Linked DNA regions of Anas platyrhynchos: region 1 is linked to region 2. A link is a contact called in public Hi-C data. All regions are on one chromosome and are shown on one strand. Each heading gives the region's core, a stretch centred on a gene start, on an enhancer-like site or on the middle of the called end of the contact. The rest is flanking DNA. Distances are from core to core; before and after follow the strand shown.

Evidence for each region. Hi-C and Micro-C count contacts between places; a contact is called where the count stands out from the background.
Region 1: a contact with region 2 is called in a Hi-C map of skeletal muscle, with 2.9 times the contacts expected there. The contact joins the enhancer-like site here to the promoter of DYDC1 in region 2. A contact is called at or near these places in 2 of 8 Hi-C or Micro-C datasets (liver and skeletal muscle).

The regions. Positions count from the first base shown.
Region 1 is chr6:14,911,675-14,914,884 of IASCAAS_PekinDuck_T2T, reverse strand. It overlaps a transcript of MBL not described here. Among named protein-coding and RNA genes, the nearest start is that of SFTPA, 20 kb to the right of the region's middle. Within about 2 kb of position 1,949, at least 1 of the 8 cell types and tissues checked has an H3K27ac peak or open chromatin away from gene starts, as enhancers often do.
Region 2 is chr6:14,818,340-14,821,616 of IASCAAS_PekinDuck_T2T, reverse strand. It overlaps DYDC1 (DPY30 domain containing 1), which reads right to left and starts at 1,459. Exons shown (of 7, transcript XM_038180833.2): 1 at 1,322-1,459; 2 at 645-797; 3 at 327-449. The coding sequence starts at 791. It overlaps EXOSC3 (exosome component 3), which reads left to right and starts at 1,469. Exons shown (of 4, transcript XM_027460030.3): 1 at 1,469-1,774; 2 at 1,856-2,005; 3 at 2,645-2,796. The coding sequence starts at 1,469.

The sequences.
Region 1 (3,210 bases), core at 700-3,199, 93 kb before region 2:
GAATTGAAATGTGAGTGATGACAATTACAAGGTAATATAGTGGTCTAGTCCCTTGGGGATGTTGCTAGATGCCACATCCCCCTCCTTTCCGCTGAGTTAGGACTCCTGGCCATGCTCTGTTTTGCCTCCTTGAAGGTCAAGCTGCATATCGAGTATTATTATTCTTAATATATTGTTCTTAATATATCTTACTCTGGTTTTGTTTGTTGTTTTTAAAGCTCCATAGAAAGCTGAATATCCAGCCTCCATTGTTTCTATGAATAGGTGTCACTTTGAATTTGGGGCTAGTTTTGTGTCTTGTATACAAAACTCAGAAGTTGATTATTTCTCAGAACAAGGTCATCAGGAATAAAGTGCATATGCATCTTACGGGGCTTCATAAAAATCTAAAATAACAAGTGAGTATTAAGAAATCATGGGTGACCAAGAAGTCATCTTATGCTCTGCATTATTTCTATGGCTCCTAGGTGAGAATGTAGGGGCTTTACTTTGCTTTTCAAAAGCTTCCTTGAAGAGGAAGACTGATGGATGGCTCTGTCCACATCATCTGTTTCCTGCTTATTTATCAATGGTAACTGGTTGTTCCAAAACAAATACCATTTTATCCCCTATTCCCAGCTGGACCTTGCAACCTATCTTCTAGGAGTGTCTTCTGTCTCTTTGTGCCTTCTGCACACCATTGCCTGTTGTTAAACAATTCCTGTGTTTGTCATTCCCTCCAAGCAGTAAGAAAACATGGTGGGAGAATTGTCTCAGAAAACAATAAAGCCATTTTCTTTTAAATCAAACTCTAGGAGAAGGATTGAGAGGTCTGCAGGGTTTTCCTGGGAAAGCAGGACCTCCTGGAATGAAAGGAGTTGTAGGACCACGAGGAGAGAAAGGACAAAAAGGAGAACAAGGAAGTAAGAAATAAATTTCTCATGTTTCTATAATCTAGTTTTCAATCTGTTATTATATTTTCCCTGAAATATTTGTGTTAATGTCTGATATTCTTATAACATCATTTGAGGGAAGGTGTGATTCACACAAGTGTGAGGAGCAGAAAGATGAACTGTCTGTTACTTAGGAGATGAGTTGCCCAATATAACTTTTTTGTGCCTGGAATGAGTCATTACTTTATTGTCTGTGAATGAAATAACAAACCCTCTGACTCATGTTATAAACAGCAGTTTACCTTTCATTCTTTGACTGATCGTATGTTTTCTATTTTAACTTTAACTCATTTAAAATGCTTACATGTGTGTTTTGCCTTTGAGAACTGGGCTTTCCCAGCTGCATAGGGGATGACCTTGTCAGCCCTGAAAATTCAAAGTTCACCCAAGCATCCATCCCACTAAGGGATGCGGCTCTCCCAGTGGCACAGTTTCCCAGGGAACAAGTCTGCAATGTGGCCTGTGGTTTCTGCTCTGGAAAACAAACAGTTCTCTCACATGGCATCACATTACACCAAAGACAGTAGTTGTGTAGTCGTTGTAATATGAATTACTAAATAATACCTTAAACTTCTAGTTGTAGCAAGTGATGGCCTGCAGAGACAAGTGACTGCTTTGGAAACAAAACTCAAGGTTCTGGAAGATGAATTAAATAGATACAAAAATGGTAAGATACGATCATTCTTTTGTTTTCTTTGTGGCTTTGCGATATGATGGGCATGCTTGTGCTGGAGAAGGAACTGAAAACAGTAGGGTAAAACAAATATTTCAATTTTCTCTTGTGTCACTCATGGGAGATGGTCATTACTTAAACGCTTTCTCACTGCATACTTTACATCCATCCTGAACTAACCTGCCAAACTTCAAGGATCTCATTGCCAACATACAGCTCAGGGGCTTTGTTACATGAACTGCAGGACCGGCTAATGTTCTCTGGTCATTTGTGCTTTAAGTGGTGTGTTATCTCTCTCTCACTGCCTCAGTTCTAGATAGTTTTCTATGAGTAGACAAGGGTTGGGATGCTGTCTGTGTAAGCCTGGCTGTAAGTAATTTCCCAGGAGATACTGTGTGAAAATTTTTAAAGAATGTCTCATCCTTGCATTATAATTACTGGTACAAATACCACAGTAGGAAAGGCACAGAGTCCATTACTGTTCCTAGGTTAATTTAGAAGGAAATGGCACAGTCTGCAATGTAGCACAGCACAAACATCAGCAGAGTAAAGTCATGTAGCTCTGATCATCCTTCCAAGGGGGGTGTCCTCCCTGCAGAAAGCACAACTTTGAAGCCATAGTTGTGTGAAAAGCCTGATGGTAACCTGAAACTGGGGCAAGAAGCTGTAGGACGTGGAGAGGCTGAACAGCTGGTAGCAGTAATCCCTTTAGCCATCTCCCTTTTCTCCTGTGCTTGTATATCAATGCCCTAGAAAAGGGTGTCTAAAACAGGAGGAGAGCAGAGGCTTCCTTGCCCACAGGAGCATTGCACTGTTTCCATTCTCACAGTATCAGGGAAAATGTAACTATGCATATGTCACAGGCTTTGTATAGTTGCTATAAGGTGGTGGACAGACCTCATGCTAATCCTGGAAACATGTTTGAGAGAGTAAGTTAAAATAACTGGCCTGTTACAGACAGCAACTGCATTTCAAAAGAGGTATTGCAATCCCTGTTTTATCTACTAAACAATCAAAAGCTTCACTTTCCACTGTTTTTTCATGAAAACCTGGCAGGTGTGTGAGCTACAGATTTCTATTTCTCCTGAGATTAGTTAAATTTTCAGGACAAATATGTGGTTTTACAGACTTGCTGAAGCTGTTCCTGTGTCTCCTCTTTCTGCTCTATTGCTTTAAACCCTGAATTTCATTACAGGCTCTCAGCTTTAGTTTGTGAGATACCAGGAATGTATGCAATAAAGCAGAAGGGTACAGAAGATCTCCTAATTGCAGCTCGGTTCCTATGCAGGAATTTGAATTGATCTCTGGTTTTTGCAATGAAATCTGGCAAGCTATTTTGTCATGCTTGTGATTTGCCTTAGAGCATGAGCTCTTAAGGTCCTGATTCAAGAACCGTAATAATGTATGAACCAGGAACAAAAAATATTAAAACAGGACTCGTGATCCAGGTCTTGTGAAAACCCAGTTTTCCTAAAGCATGGATTTGCTATTTCCAGATATTTCTTTTGTTTGACTTCTGTTGGGTTCTGTCTACTACTGCAGTGAGTAGTCTGTTTATAACTGGTGTTAACTGTGTACAAAGTACAACTGTGATATTATGGAAAA
Region 2 (3,277 bases), core at 210-2,709:
CTAGCTTTATTTACACCACCTCTTGTTTGTAACGAACTACATAAGACAGTCTACTTATTTTAAGTCACTTGTCATGTAAGTTTTAAGGCATTTCCTCTTTACGTTCCTTCATTTTTTTGGTAACATCTTACCACATGGTAGGTAAGTTTTTCTTCCCACTTGCTGACAGGTTGTTTCATTTATTACTTAGAAAAGTGAGGTTTAAATACTTGTTTTACGTTACCTTTTTCTCAAAATCCGTATACAGAGAATAAAGGCATACTGAATACGACAAGTTTCTACACCATCATATGCTTTTATAATTATCTATTATTAATATTATTAACCTGACGTTGTTCTTCGAGTTTCTGCTGAATCATTAGCTCTTCCTCCTTCATTTTTCTTAACATTTCAAGTTCTTCCTGGGCTGCCTCCCGTTCTTTTTCCAGCTCAATCCTCTCCTGCATTCTCTATTTCAAAGGTAACACGGAATCAGTTAAAAAAACATAGAGATTAAATAGCCATCAATTACACTGCCATGAAATATTTGTTCAACATCTTTCCCATAACTTATATTACAAAATTTCTTAAATTTTCTGTGAGTTATCTCCAGACACAATCTGATATTCTTCATTTCATTTACTTTTTATCCACTATATATCCACCTTTTTTTCTTCATCTAAGATTCTCTTGTAATTATAAATCCAATGTGCCAGGTACTCTATCGGGTCTGCTGGGCGATGCTCTACAACCTCTGCCAGTCCCTTTGTCAGGCAACTTCCCAGGCATCTCTTCAGATATTGAGACTCCATTCAGATCTACTAACAACAAACAGACATACATTAGTCATCAATGCCAGAATTAAATTAGGATTTTTAAGAAGTATTTACTCAGGTCCCAAACAGTGGATACGGCATTACTCTTCGTATTTTATTATAGCTAATTTAATCGGGCAGTTAATAGAGGAAAGCTATTCAGATTTAACACTGCTTTAGTTGTTAACCGTTCGAATGATAGATCAATTACACTAAGCACTTTAGAGAAATGTGCTTAGTTGTGCGTGTCCCCGCTCATTGTTTGGGCACGTAGCATTAAGAAACTGCTCGGAAATAAGGCGGTACCGGTCGGCCGGGAGGCGGCGGCTGGGCAGTCACCGCCAGCGGCGGGCTGTCAGGGTGGGCGCCCAGACAGGCCCCCAGGTGCACCTCAGCTGCCCTGAGCGCCCTCACCTGCGGCCCCCACCCACAGCCGCTGCCCCCGGCTCCATGTAAGCGCAGCCCGGGGCCTTCCCCCCCCCCCTCCCCGAGTTCCATCCCGGGACTGCCCCTGCGGCACCAGGCACCTGGCGCTGCGCACCGGCGCTGGCTGCCCCCGCCCGCCCCCCTCAGACCCTAACGGTCGTAACGGCCCGGGCGCCGCGCGCGCTGCCGCGTCGCTAAGCAACGGCGCCCCCCACGTGGCCGGTGACTGGAGGCGGGGCCCGGCGGCCATGGCGGAGGGCGGTAAGATGGCGGCGGGCAGCAGCAAGATGGCGGCGGAGGCCGCGGTGGGGCAGGTGGTGCTGCCGGGCGACGTGCTGCTGCTGCCCGCCCGCCCCGAGCACGACGCCGAGCGGCTGCCGCTGGGCCCCGAGGCGGCCCCGCGGGGCCGGCTGCTGTGCGGGCCCGGTCTGCGGCGCTGCGCGGCCGGGCTGCTGGTGACCAAGTGCGGGCTGCTGCGGCACCGCCAGCCGGGCGGCGGCGGCGGCGGGGCGGCGGCGGGAGGCGCCTACTGGGTGGACTCGCAGCAGAAGCGGGTAGGGCACGGGGGGCGGCGGGGAGGGCTCGGCCGGCCCCTCCCGAGGGGCCCCGGCTGAGCCGCGTGTGGCTGCCCGCAGTACGTGCCGGTGAAGGGCGACCAGGTGATCGGCATCGTCACCGCCAGGGCGGGGGACGTCTTCAGGCTGGACGTCGGCGGGAGCGAGCAGGCCTCGCTGTCCTACCTGGCCTTCGAGGGAGCGACCAAAAGGAACCGGCCCAACGTGCAGGTAGCGGGATTCTCCTCACCCGGGGGTGCTCGGCTCAGCCGGGCCGCAAGGCAAAACCGGCGCCGTGTTTCCTCGTCCATGATGCTGCCAGCCGTGGGTGCTGGTCAGGCGGTAATGCTCGCCCGCAGGGGGCACTCTGAGGTTGTGAAACGAGCTCTTAAAGCTGGGAGAAAACCGGGTTTGTTTCGTAACACCGCTGGAAACGCGGCACGTGCGTGTCACTGCTTCTGCATTCAGCTGAAATACCATCGCCAGAACGTAAAATAGACTCTAAAGGACAACAAAATAAGCTGGTGTGGCTTTCTTGTGGTCCTTATAAGCAGTTACAAGAGTAGGCTGCTTAGACTTGCTTTTTACCTTCCTTAAAGTCTGGAGAAGGTATTTCAAAACAGAAAAAGAAGAATACGTCCGTAAAATAAAATGTGTTTTTTAAATATCTTTTAGATTCTAGTAGTGATACAATATTATTCTTATGTGGTAAGTTGTCTTTAGTAGGAGAGAACAAAAACTACTCATTCATTTTTCTCCCACCAACTATTTTGTGTTACCCTGGACGAGCTTTATAAATTTAATATTTTTTATGAATGTACAGTATGATCATGTCTAATACTTTTTGCTTTCTGACCCTGTTTGGTTTAGGTGGGAGACCTTATTTATGGTAAATTCCTTGTAGCAAATAAAGACATGGAACCAGAGATGGTCTGTATAGACAGCAGCGGAAAAGCAAGTGGCATGGGAGTAATTGGACAAGATGGATTCCTCTTTAAAGTTTCCTTAGGTCTTATAAGAAAGTAAGTACCAAGAAAGCTAGTAATTCTTAACATGTAAGGTTGTAGTTTTAGGTAGAACATGCACAAGTATGAGAAGTACGAGTCCCTGAGAAGTATGGACTAACCAATAATCAGGATATGAGTCGTAATTGTTCTAGTACATTTATACTAGTTTTACTGGATGGAAGATGCATGTATTTTGAGTCAGAAATAGCACGTTTTTTCCCCCTGAAGAAATCCAGATGAAGAAATCCATATTGTGTTGTAACCTGTTTTTTTTTTTTTTTTAAAAAAAAAAAAGGATTCAGCTGCCAAGGCAGTATAGAAAATACAACCATACCTGAGGGAATCAAACATTCAAGGTGTGGTTTCAGTATGTACTGTCTTGAAGCTTAAATTAAAAATTCTTTTTTCTGATTAATGAGATAGCTGTCAGCTAAATTTACATCCCTCACTAAGTAAGGGGATCTTCTCTCATCAATACACTTTATTTTATAATTTC